Regions from separate parts of the Zea mays genome. Here region 2 is linked to region 1. The links are chromatin contacts, called in public HiChIP or PLAC-seq maps. All regions are on one chromosome and are shown on one strand. Each heading gives the region's core, a stretch centred on a gene start, on an enhancer-like site or on the middle of the called end of the contact. The rest is flanking DNA. Distances are from core to core; before and after follow the strand shown.

Region 1 (6,448 bases), core at 3,433-5,932:
GTATGCACAGTAAAGATTAAGGTAGACGAGATTTTCCATTTGACATAAGGAACTTAGGGGGTCGTGTGTTAGCTTAGACCAGCGCATTGTTAGGACCTTAAGTTTCTGAAAACCATTAGATACTGGAAAAAGCTTCCCTTCTGCCAACTTGCCGGTCAAGTAGAACTTCTCCAGGTTCTTGAGCGGCCTCAGCTCTTCAAAACTAAGCACTTCGTTACTCTCGCCAGGAGTTGCGACGGCTAGTTTGTTAAGGACAGTCATCTTCCTGATAGAAGCCCAAAGATCTGCATTGTGGCTTTGTATGACTCCAGTAATTCCTAAGCTTCTTAGTTGTGTCAGGTAACCAAGACTTTTAGCCAAATCTTTGTTGACTTTCACCTCTCGAAGAGTTTGCAGGTGCTTGAGACTGCGGATAGTACCACAAATTGATGTGCCATACAAGTCGTCACTCACAGACAAGTGGCGGAGGTTTGTGAGCATTGTTATTTCAGACGGCAACTCCCTCACACGGGCGAACCTGAGATGCAATGTCTCTAGTTTCTTCAGCCTTGCCACTGATCTTGGTACCTTCCTTACTTTAGTACGAGAGCAGTCTAGATGGTGCAGATTGAACAAACAAGTCATGGCATCTGGAATGTCCTCAAGGAGGGAGTACCTGAGGCACAGGACTCTTAACAGTTTGAAGTCCGATGAAGCGATGCTGATCCATGAAAGCGGCACGTGTTTGTCAAACAACAAAAATGAACGCAGATGCTGCGAAGACGGACCTGGCTGATAGATTTGGCCCCCACTGTGCACTGATACACGTTTTCCTACATCGCCAATGTCTGTTACATCTGGCTGGTCACTTACATGACCAAACCTCTCATTTCTTGATATGGCCAGTGTCATCTCTCTAACAAGATCGTGCACCTGGAATCTTCTTGGCCGTGAAAATTCATTCCTTTCCATCACTTGAAACAGTGAACGCCGTGTGAGTTCCTTGAGGTACTCCTCGGCCACTTCTTCCAGTGTAATCTCTGTTCCCCGGTCTTCCACAAAACCTTCAGCTACCCACAGTCTGATTAGACACTTCCGACGTATTTGATAGTCTTTGGGGAACAAGCCACAGTACAGGAAGCAATTCCTCAAGTGGCTTGGAAGATCATTCAAGCTTAGCTTTAGGACGCTCGATACGAAGTTGAGTTCTGGGTTATTTGTCAGTTGCCAATTAAGTTGATTGTAGAAGAGTCTCCACTCTTGTTCCTCCATTTCTCTGTATGACAGAAGGCTCCCTATGGCTACAATAGCAAGTGGCAGACCTTGGCATCTCTCGAGGATTTTGTTTGCCCATTGAACAAGGCCCTGAGGGCAGGTCGGTTCTTCCTTGCCTATCTTTGAGAATGCCTTTCTGCCGAAGAGCTTCCATGACTCCCCCTGTGAAAGAAGGCCAATTCTTATAGTATGGTTCAGCTCAGCTATTGACGCAACAGCTTCTGTTCGAGTGGTAACGATGACTCTACTTCCATAAAGATTCTTGACAAATACTCGATCAAAGAATAACCAAGACTCCCTGTTCCACATGTCATCCAAAACAACAAGGTACCTCTTGTCCTTGAGATGATTCTGGATCCTAGCAACCAAATGTGTACTGTCAGTTGCATCAGGCACATCTTGGATGTGGAGTTCCTTTATGAGCTTGTTCAAAAGGTCTTCGACTTGATAATTCAGTGATACTGTTATCCAGGCACAGCACTGGAAGTTCTTTCTAACTTCTCGTTTTCTATAGATGCCCCTTGCAAGGATTGTTTTTCCTGAACCGCCCATTCCCCAGATGGAGATAACTGCACGATCTGCACCAGCACCATCTATGCATTCTGTCAACTTCTTTACTTCATCTTCGTTGCCTACCATTACACCATCACCATCATCATTCAGGTAGGAAGATTCAGACAGGTAATTCTTACGACTGTTATTATGGCTTGATGATCCACCACCAGGTCCAACTACTGTGATGCCATATCTGTCTTTCAGAACTGTCAAATTTTGTAGGCGTGCTTGCACTTGCTTCAACTGAGAAGAAATGTCACTCCATGCAGTGATGTATCTCGAATGGTGGAACTTCTTCGCCAAGTATCCTGCGTTGTCCAGTTTTCCAAGTAGAAAGGCATATTCATCAATGATGTCCTCGACTTCAGAAGCTATTTTTCTTACATTCTTCAACCATGGTTTCAGAATTTTGTTACTTTCACTGTACGGGTCTGCTTGACTTATGTATGCTTGCATTATTTCGAACTCACTCTCAATTTCTTTCATGCTGTTCTCTGCTTCAAGTAAAATGTTGGCTCCTTTCCCTAATTTTGACTTAATTACACTCAATGCAGCTCCTCCTAAGGTGGTTGCGATTTTTTGAAGCACAACTAGTATCAAACCTTCTGCCATTCTTCTGGCCTTCAGTTATTTCACTCCCTTCTGCATGTGATTTTAAAACTTAGGTAGGTGAAAATACCTGTGAACAAGGCATACAGGTCTAAAGATAAATTCTTTCAAGGACCTGTTTGGGTTCTAGGGACTAATTTTTAGTCCCTTTATTTTAATCCCTTTTAGTCCCTAAATTGCCAAACACAGGGACTAAAAGAGACTAATTTTTAGTCCCTCTATTTTAGTCCCTTTTAGTCTCTGTGTTTGGGTAGGACTAAAAGAGATTAAAATGGAGGGACTAAAAATTAGTCCCTAGAAATCAAACGGTCACTTATTGCTCTCGTTTCCATTTTTAGCATGTTATCTATTTCTCCTACCAGATAATTCAACGTTCACTATATATTCAAGTAGGCAGACAGGTAATGTTCTTATGAGATAGGAACACATATATTAGGGGGTGTTTGGTTTCTAGGGACTAATGTTTAGTCCCTAGATTTTATTCTATTTTAGTTCCAAAATTACCAAATATAGAAACTAAAACTTTATTTTAGTTTCTATATTTAGCAATTTATACACTAAAAAGGAATAAAATGAAGGGACTAAATATTAGTCCCTAGAAACCAAACACCCCCTTAGAAGCACTGGTATGAAGGTATGTTTCGCTCGATACCCTAACATAGGCAAAGAAGTGGCGCTATTCTTACCCTTTGTTCAATGATTGACTGAGCCGTTCAGAACTCCAAATCCACCTACACATAGAAGAAACAAAACTCGTCATGAATATGTATAACTAGCACATCAAGCCGTCAGTCACTAAGCACAGCATGATAGAGCTAAAAGAGAGACATAGAGGAACCCACAAGAGACACATTTGCGAGGACAGAGATTTTGAAGTTATCAATAGCGTAAAAAATGGGAAAAGATTTTTGATTTGGAGTTCGCAAACTATGCATGGTTGTCTCTCAAATAAGACCATACAAAAGCTCAGAGTATCGGGTACAGGCATCATCCATCCAGGGAATATGATAATAGAATGTCTTTACAGGGTACCTAAGTAGAAGGATCTCTGTACTTGAACGAAAAGAGTGGGATGCCTGGTTTTCTATTTTATTGAATTCAACGTTCTGAAATTGAAATTGATTTTTGTTTATTTCTTGGGCTCAAATAAACTAAAATGGAGTAAGCTTGCTGCTTTGGGCTTTCCAATTCCAGAGAAACCAGAAAGCTAAGTATACTGCTTGATCTAAACTTAGCTAAATGTCCAGTCTTTTCAATCACTACACTTGCCTACGATGTTCTGTTCACAACCATATGTCATGGGAACCACTACCACATACAACCAAAGATGATTTCCTGTGTTAAGAATCCTAGATTTTCCTCTATAGAATTTAATTCTAAGAAACGAATTATACAGTTACAATCAGTCTGGTTAACAAATCTTCACAAAGATTTCCTCCTCTGTCAGACTGTCAGTCAACATTATTTGCTACTTTAATTTGGAATCTCAGATGTTGAATCCAAAAGGTCAACAGATATTCTCCTAAATACTGCAGTGAAATAATTATGGAGCGCACGCCTGACTTCTTTTGTTTAGGCCTTTTGAGTTGTTCAGTAGAGTGGGGCGTGACGCGTGATTGTGGTTGTTCCTCTGTAATTCCTTGTACAGTTTATTTTCCTTTCTTTCATCCAATAAAATTTGCGGCAAAGCTTTTACCGTCCTTTCTAAAAAAAGAAATAATTGGAGAAACAGAGTAAAAAACACACATGTTCAGAAAACGAGCAAACACATATCATAGCTTTCTCTGCACAGATGAAATCGGATATTAAGCCGAGTTGATTTGGTGACATGAATCTCAAGTATCCAAGCAGAACTGCTGCTGGACTCGGACGTGGGGTCTCATCTGCTGCTTGCAGGACTTGACGAACGTGTGAGGACCGAGGAGAAACCATACCTTATCTGCAGCTTCAAGCCATGATGGAAACGACAGAAGGCTGAGATGGCGCAAACGTTGAATTGGTGGATGAACGCTGTCCAGCGACGAGAGTGTGTGATGAATGTGAGTTTGCAGTGGAAGGCTAGGGGAAATGAGAAGGCAAGTCATATAAATAAGTCAAAAGCTGACATTTCGCCCAGTTGGCGAAGATAAGCCTATGAGAAGCAATGCAAGGCTGTCAATTAGCTGAACTGTCGCAGTCGTTGCTCGGTCGTTAAGACTGGAACTTGATGAAGGTTGTTGAGAACTATTCTTGACTGACAGATTACACTACTTGCCAACTTGCACCTGCAAGCAACTAGGTCAACTAGATTTAGCTAAGCAATTATTCAGTGTCAAAAACCTGGAATCCTTACACAAAAAGATATAGGAGGCGAATAGATTTATAAAGATCTATAGATTCCCTAATTCAATCCAAAATTTCCTCCCATCCCAGATTTTTAAAATTTGTTCCATCAAAAATTTTCAAAATATTAACCACATCCACTGTTCATAGGATTAAATCGTTTTCTTTTATATTCGGAGGCCCCACCTAACTCATTGGTCCACCCCACGACATGGTCAGCGTAATGGCTCGGCCGTCTTTAAACCATTGCACCTCTTCCCCATTGATCCTTTAGCACTGCTCATTGCCCAACATCCACGCTGCCCGTCCCCATGTAACGTTGTCTCCTTCAGCACCTTTACAGCCCCCACTTCGTTGCTTTTTAAAAAAAATGTACAGGAGGGGAAGCTTCTGCTGTGGTAGATATTTATTAATATAAAGAAGAAAGCGGACAAAGAGCATGAACAGTCGCTCCCAAGACAAACCAGAAGTAAACTAACTAAAGCACAGGGAAAAGAACTATCTGCTATCTATAGGAATTTATAAGCGAGGAGAAAAGAGTTGATTTCTCTTCAGAAAAGCGGTTAGCTTGCAGAAGAGCTTCGGCGCGGAATTCTTTTTCCAGCCAAGGAAAGATGGTCGTCCCCTGTCAAAGATAAAATTGTTTCTTTGCTTCCAGATTTGCCAAGCTGCTATGATAAAGACCTCCATAAAGAATGGTGAACCGTGCAAGTCCTTGGCTTGTTGAAAGGTTGCAAAGAAGTCAATCTGGTAGTTCCACTGACCCCACTTCGTTGCTCGATGACGACAAGGCTTCATCTCTATGAAAAATGATGACGCAATACCTATTGTTTTAGCTACTGCTACCATCGTGCGCACTGCTCGTGTAGAACGTCATGGACACGTTGGGGTAAGCGTGACTACAGTTATGACACTTGGGCCTAGCGCTGCGGGCATAGGGTCCCACAACACGGCGTACCGTGATGGAATAAGTCTTGAACATCTAGAAGACAGCAGTCGCTTTTGACTGTCCTCTGTAGTCCTTTAGCATCTAGAGGACAGCTTGACTGTCCTCTGTAGTCTCTTTAGCATCTAGAGGACAGCAGTCGCTTTTTGACTGTCCTCTGAAGTCGCTTTAGTATCTAGAGGACTGAAAGTCGCCTAGAGGGGGGGTGGATAGGCGAAACCTGAAAATTAAAACTTTATCCCCCAACTAGATCCCTTGATTAGTGGTTAGAACAAGATATAAATATAGGAGTATACAAACTAAGTTCTTGCTTGAAAAGAGTATTGCTAAATAATGCGGGAGAGATAAATCAATACAAGTAATAAGTTATGGAATAACAAAGCAAGAAGTCTTAGATGAGAAGAGCACTAAGTCAAGTTCTTTCTTGCGAAGAGTTGCTTCACTAAAAGGGAATTTTAACTTGAAGCAACACCAAATGATATTAGCAAATAATGGTGCAAGAAAACTTATAGCAAGGGAAAACAAACAAATCACAAGCAAGAAACACAATGGACACGGGTGATTTGTTTTACCGAGGTTCGGCCCTCGAAGGCCTAGTCCCCGTTGAGGAGTCCACTTAAGGACGGGTCTTTTTCAACCCTTTCCCTCTCTCCCCCGATCACACAAGGATCGGCGAGCTCTTCTTCTTCTCAAGGATCACTCTCGATCCCACAAGGACCACCACACTCTTTGGTGTCTCTTGCTAGCTTTTACAAGCCTCCA
Region 2 (7,143 bases), core at 2,005-4,504, 720 kb before region 1:
ATTTTATTAGGATCCATGGACTTCCACTCTCTATTGCCTATTGATAGCGGACTAGTTATCAGTGAAGATGTAGACTGAAATCTGTAGTATACGTGTGAGCTCAGGTAAAACTTTTGGAAAGGACTAAGTATAGATGGCTAATAGTGTCGGGCTAATCGGGTCGTCCTGGAGCACGGCACGACCCATAGTGCCTGGGCACGGCACGACACGGTTGGAGCCGGGTCCGTGCCGACACGACCCGATGGGTAGTGTCGTGCTTGAGCCGAGCACCGGGCACGCTGGGCCGGCACGGGCATGGTCCGATTAGCCCCCAGACACGGTTAGGCACACTACTACGTACCCTAAAATCCCGTCGCCCCCTCTCCACTGGGCCCCGCCTCGTCAGACACTCACACTCTCTCGCCTCGCACGTTGTCTCTCGCGGTCTCGCCCTCGTTCTCTCCGTCTCCTGGCGATTTGGGGGCGATTCGACTCCGCCGCCGCCTCACCGTTCGACTCCGCCGCTCCACCTCACGATCCGACTTCGGTAGGGTGCTCCACCGCTCCTCCTCACCGTCCCCCTGGCTTCCCCTCACCGGGTAGCTACTTGGCTGGTGCCTGGTGGTTTGGTCACGACTTTGGTTACGGTAAGCTTTCAGTGTTCGTCTTCTTCTTCCTCTAGCCGACATCTCCGACGAGGTCGAGACTTCTTAATCTAGTGCTTGTTCTTGTGATATGTGCTCGAATCCCGAACCCTAATCTACTCTACTGCCTTCTTGCTCTGTGATTGTACCCGTGAGGGACCGATCTGGTGCTCCGGCTTTGGTAAGTGCTTAATCTGGTGTTAGTTCTTGTGATCTGTTCTTGTGATCTATGTTTGTGATCTATGTTTGAACCCTAAACCCTAATCTACTCTACTACCTTGTGTTCTGTGATTTTAGCCGCCCGTGAGGGACCGATCTGGTGCTCTGGCTCTGGTAAGTTCTTATTCCGGTGCTTGTTCTTGTGATCTGTGTATCATAACTGGTGTTTGTTCTTGTGATCTGTGTACCAACCCTAAACCCTAATCTACTATAATACCTTCTCTGATTATAGCCGCCGTGAGGAACCGATCTGGTGCTCTGGGTTTGGTAAGTGCTTAATCCAGTGCTTGTATTTGTGATCTGTGTTGGTTCAAACCCTAATCTACTCTACTACCTTGTGTTCTGTGTGTTGAGCCGCCCGTGAGGGACCGGTCTAGTGCTCCGACTCTGGTAAGTTTTTAATCCAGTGCTTGTATTTGTGATCTGTGTTGGTTCAAACCCTAATCTACTCTACTACCTTGTGTTCTGTGATTTTAGCCGTGAGGGACCGATCTGGTGCTCCGACTTTGGTAAGTCCTTAATCTGGTGGCCTGTGCTCTATGATCTGTGCTTAATGGCCGACGACGACACCGTGCCTGCCCAAACTGGTGGCAGTGAGGCTGCTGTTCCTTCAACGGAGCCCATCAACATAGATCCTGACACTGCTGTGGCCGATGTTGAGGCAGACACACCTACTAGTTCTCGGGTAAGAAATAGAGCTTCCACATCTGATGTGTGGAATGAATTTGACAAAATATATAAGGTTGTTGATGGTGTGAGGGTCAGGTGTCAGGCTAAGTGCAAAGTTTGCAAGTGTGTTTTGTCTGCTAAATCTTCTGGTGGCACTGGTCATCTTAATCGGCATAGAAATGCATGCAAACTGAAGCATGGCAGAAATGCCTTTGCCCAGTCCCTGCTCCAGTTTAATCCTTATGGTAGTGCTAGATTGTGGGAGTACAATGCTGATGTTGCTAGGTCTGAGATGTGTCGTTTGATATGTCGGCTTGATCTACCTATTTGCTTGGCTGAATCATCTGCTTTTAAAGAGTACATTAAAAAGGCTCATAATCCTAGATTTTCTGCTATCTCTAGACAAATAACCACTAGAGATATTAAAAAGTATTACAATGATTCACGTGCTAAGCTTGTTGACACATTTAAAAATTCTATTTCTTCTGTTGCTGTGACATCTGATATATGGTCTGGGAATGCTAAAGAGGATTACTTGAGTGTTGTTGTACATTATGTTAATTCTGCATGGGAATTGAAAAAAAGGATAATAGAACTAAGGCTAATTGAAAAAAAGGATAATAGGACACATCTCTTTCTATGTTGGCTAAGGATGTACCAACTATGCCTGTCTCTACCATTTCATCAGAAAGTGCTTTCAGTCTCACTGGCAGGATTATCGAGGAGCGTCGACTGACCTCGGAGATGGTCGAGATGCTGACCTGCATCAAGGACTGGGAGGAAGGGAATGCAAGGACCCAACACACTGTTGAGAACAAAGAACTTGACTCATTCTCTGATCTATATCTTGATGATGAACAAGTTCCAGTTGACACTCCAGGGTCCTCTCATGCATCTCAATCTCAGACACCTACTGATCCACAACCACATGTCGAAGACTGATCTTATTTAGCTAGTTTGATCATATTTCAGCTGATGTGCCTGTAACTAAACTGTACAGTGTAAACAATGTCTGTGACTCTGTGATATGTAAGAACACTAAATGAGCTGTGGGCTGTACTCTTTTTTCCTATCTAGGGTTTTCTCACAAGGGTGAGTTTTTACCTAGATAGGTTTTTAATGAGGCAGCCATTGCACTAAACAGCTCAATATTAGCTATTTTAGTATGTTTAACTGTGTTTTGTGAATGCATATGTAACTGTTATTTTGTGATTTTTGGTGTAGTGCTCGGTCCGGTCCTGGCACTACGGGCTGCCCGGGCCTACCGTGCCGGCACGACACGGCTAAGGAGTCTTAGTGCCATGCCTGAGCCTGGGTTCAGGCACTAGTACCGTGCCAGCATGTCACGCCTAATAATCGTGCTAAACAGACCGTGTCCTAATCGTGCCGTGCCGGGCCGCCCATTTAGCCATCTATAGCACCAAGTAGCACACTAGCACTACAACTCTGCACCTGCACCTGCACCTGCACCTGCACCTGCACCTCGTATCGTTACAAGCTTTGCATGTGACGTACAAGTTTAAAGACCTCTCTTTTCTCTATCGAAACCTAAAACAATCTCCCCGCAGCATGCACACGTGTCACTACACCCACTGATCACCGGTGCACCAACGCCGGGTCCACGAAGACCAGTCTCCGATTCGATACGACCAATGCTCCGGGCACCCACCGCCATCTCCACCGTCCATCCACTTAAACCCCACCCTCAGTCCTCACCCACCACCTTCCATTCCCAGTCCCACCACCACTTGTCTCACCGCCGCCATGGCGTCCTCCACCGCGGCCTCGCCGCTCACCTGCCACCACCTCGGCAGCGTTGGTGCCCGCCCTCGCCTCCCGTCCCTCTCCATCTCCCTCCGCCGCCGCTCCTCCTCTTCCTCTAAGCCCACCTCCCTTTCCCACTCCCTCCCCTCCAAGCACTCGCTGGCCCCACCCCCCGCCGCATCCGCATCCTCCCGTCGCGGTCTCACCCCCGTACCCGCCTCCGCCTCCGCCGCCGCGGCTCCAGCGCCGGATCCAGTGCCGGTTCCAGCACCGGCTCCAGCGCCGGCTCCAGCACCGGCCGCCCCGCCGAAGAAGCCCGCGCTGCAGGGCGCGGCCATCAAGCCGCTCCTGGCCTCCATCGCGACTGGCGTCCTCATCTGGCTCATCCCGCCCCCCGCCGGCGTGCCCCGCAACGCGTGGCAGCTCCTAGCCATCTTCCTCTCCACCATCGTCGGCATCATCACCCAGCCGCTGCCCCTCGGCGCGGTCGCCCTCCTCGGCCTCGGCGCCGCCGTGCTCAGCCGCACGCTCACGTTCGCCGCGGCCTTCTCGGCCTTCGGCGACCCGATCCCCTGGCTCATCGCGCTCGCCTTCTTCTTCGCGAGGGGGTTCATCAAGACCGGCCTCGGCTCCCGCGTCGCCTACGCCTTCGTCGCCGCCTTCGGGTCCTCCTCCCTCGGCCTCGGCTACTCGCTCGTCTTCGCCGAGGCGCTCCTCGCCCCCGCCATCCCCTCCGTCTCGGCGCGCGCTGGCGGCATCTTCCTACCGCTCGTCAAGTCTCTCTGTGAGGCATGCGGCTCGCGCGCCGGCGACGGCACGGAGCGCCGGCTCGGAGCCTGGCTCATGCTCACGTGCTTTCAGACCTCCGTCGTCTCGTCAGCCATGTTCCTCACTGCGATGGCGGCCAACCCGCTCTCGGCCAACCTCACAGCTGCCACTATCGGCGAGGGGATCGGGTGGACGCTCTGGGCCAAGGCCGCCATTGTGCCGGGGCTGCTGTCGCTCGTGCTCGTGCCGCTCATTCTGTATGTGATCTACCCGCCGGAGGTGAAGGCGAGCCCCGATGCGCCACGCCTGGCCAAGGAGCGGCTCGCCAAGATGGGACCCATGAGCAAGGAGGAGACGATCATGGCCGGCACGCTGCTGCTTACGGTATAATGATACACACTTGCCATTTTCTTAAAACATTTAATCTTTTGCCATTACGAAGAGGTCACATTTTGCGTTTCTATATTATAGCCTAGCATTATTTGAACTTGTCTTGTGCTATCAGTGTTCTTTATGCCTTGAATCCTGATGGTTAAAATTATTATCAGCTTTCTTGCATAACTACTTTATAGTGTTATATTATGAATATATGCACCATGCAATGTCTTTCTAATGTTCATATTCTTGACTGTCGCCGTCACTGCATGCATTTTTTCCATTTCTCTGCCTCATCTAACTTGAATACGAAATGTATCCACTTTTCTTCACTGAACATTATGCCCTTGCTCTGCATTCCACCAGGTTGGTCTTTGGATCTTTGGAGGCATGCTGAATGTGGATGCGGTTTCTGCAGCAATTCTTGGCCTAGCAGTCCTCTTAATCTCAGGGGTTGTCACATGGAAAGAGTGTTTGGCAGAGTCTGTGGCGTGGGATACCCTTACATGGTTTGCAGCACTTATAGCAATGGCTGGCTACCTCAACAAATTCGGGCTGATCTCTTGGTTCAGTGAGACTGTTGTGAAGGTACACTCTATTTTCTTCCCACAACTTTCATCTCTTATGAACCTTGGCTCTTGACATTTATAGGTTTAATGTTTTTCTTTTATTTATGAGAAAATTCCTCAATTGACAATTTAGATTGACATATTTCCTTTATTTTTTTTCCACATAGCGATACCTGAATTCATTACTTGAAGCAACAAATTACAAACATAACGAGTTCAAAGACATAACCTCACAGATTGACAGATCCCACCCAACTAGCATCCATACTTCTGATCAGAGGGACCAGAACATATGGAACCACCTGACACTGACATGCTTCCTTTATGGCCCTGAAAACCTTTTTCTCTCTTATATGACACCAGGTCTATCTTTTTTTCCTTTGTTTGACACTTCCATCAGTTTTGGCTGTTTTTTTAAACGAGGTAATCCCATTTCCATTCATAGAACAGAAATACAAGTCAGAAACATATTACAGACTGGCAAGAGGAAGCAAAGATAGACACTAAACCACCAGCACAACAGGAAGCTACCACCGACACCAACTACTAGTTTAACAAAACAGAGCAAAACTAAGACTTAACCACCCCACACGACATAACAACCTAAAGATAACTAAACATGTGAAAACAACTCCGTACTACTGTCTTCAGTAGCACACCAAACAACCTATCAGTTTCAGCTGTTAACATGTTAAGAGATAAGATGAAAAGACCTTTTTGCCCCTGAGCCCTCTTTGTGCCAGTACTGTAGTCCCAGCACCAGGATTTCTGGCGTAAAATATGTGAGACAACAAGCAATTTTAAAAAACCATCCGTAGTTTTGGTTATTATGATAAAAGTATGAAACATCTTTCTCGGTATCTATCAACATGTTAACTTCATACATTAGTTTTTCATCCTATTTATTTCCCAATATTTTTCAACATGTTAATTTCATACATGAATTCTTTTATCCTATCTATTGGGGAGGGGAAAATGTGCTTAATATATGTCGTGAGGACATTATGGTTCTTTTTCTTAAAGAATGAAACAGTAAGTTTTGTGAGGAGGCCGGCCTTATTTTACCTTTTACTTTTTGTAAGTCCTCTTTTTGTGAGGCTAGATTTCAAGCTCTCAGAATGTGTGAAGATAAACGAGTTGCTTTTCTTGTTTGTATAGTTTCTGTTGCTGAGCTCACGTTCTTGCTTGAGGTTCCCAACGCTCCCTCTGGGAGCTTTGTTCATAGTTGTGGCCCCTTTTATTGTACAGTTTCTTGTTTTTATTGAAATAAAAAGCTCTAGCAGTGGGGGCCTCCCCTGCTGTATTTTCTATTAAAAACAGTAGTTCTTTCATTGTAGTACATGCCACATTCTCAGTTGCTGGTGTGCACCTTATTTACATTCACTTTAAGTAGCAGTTCACTTCTTTTAAATACCACAATTTTTTATTATATTTCATAAAAATATGTTTATACTGTATTTTGGCATTTCACAGAGTTCCTTTCATCCCACCTTTCAGTTCTAGACTCTTGACATATCACATAAACTAGAAATCCAAAGATAACCTTCTGTCTGAACAAGAAAACAGAAAGTTACAGAGCACAGAAACAAGGGAGCAGGATAAGGCCCTGTTTGTTTTATCTTATCCGGTGTCTGTGGCTGAAAAAAGTTGAAAAAAGATCAGAATCACACCAGACGTCCTTGATACACTTCTGTTGGCCACCCTCAGCATTGGGTAGGGTTTTCAACAGGAAATAACCTTGACGTGAGGGAATTAGTGCTTCCCCACAGCATAGCTGCTGCAGTATATGTGACTCCCGTCCATGGAAAGAAACAGGCCCTAAGAAAACCAAAGTATGTCTGCTTGCTTCGCTGAGAGGATTGGGGCAGATGAACTCCAAGCCTTGGGTATGGTAAATCAGGCGCCCAGGCTGCTTGGATGTTGTGCTCAGGCTGCACGCTGCAGGCTCTTTGGTCAGTCAGGCTGCCACCCCCAATGAGGCTTGGGGCACAGCTGCCCTGGCCGCTGATCAGGCCAGTGCCGCCCTGGCCGTTTGGGCTGGTGCTGCCTATGCCACTCGGGTTGCCACTGTCAATCTGATCCACTGTGCATGCTTCCCTTCGACCTCAACTGGATATGAATGACCTATTGACTATAGTTTAGGGACGGAGGGGCAC

What was found. HiChIP or PLAC-seq counts read pairs in DNA pulled down with a chosen protein or histone mark.
Region 2: an H3K4me3 HiChIP or PLAC-seq map of leaf shows a contact between it and region 1, with 5 times the contacts expected there. The contact joins the promoter of LOC542560 here to the promoter of LOC103640983 in region 1. A contact is called at or near these places in 1 of 25 Hi-C or Micro-C datasets (tassel) and 1 of 3 datasets of contacts at active chromatin or transcription factors (leaf).

What each region holds. Positions count from the first base shown.
Region 1 is chr10:28,127,360-28,133,807 of Zm-B73-REFERENCE-NAM-5.0, reverse strand. It overlaps LOC103640983 (disease resistance protein RPM1), which reads right to left and starts at 4,682. Exons shown (of 3, transcript XM_008664412.3): 1 at 4,353-4,682; 2 at 3,105-3,149; 3 at 1-2,451. The coding sequence starts at 2,421.
Region 2 is chr10:28,849,743-28,856,885 of Zm-B73-REFERENCE-NAM-5.0, reverse strand. It overlaps LOC542560 (oxo-glutarate/malate transporter1), which reads left to right and starts at 3,254. Exons shown (of 3, transcript NM_001112100.1): 1 at 3,254-4,427; 2 at 4,785-5,006. The coding sequence starts at 3,276.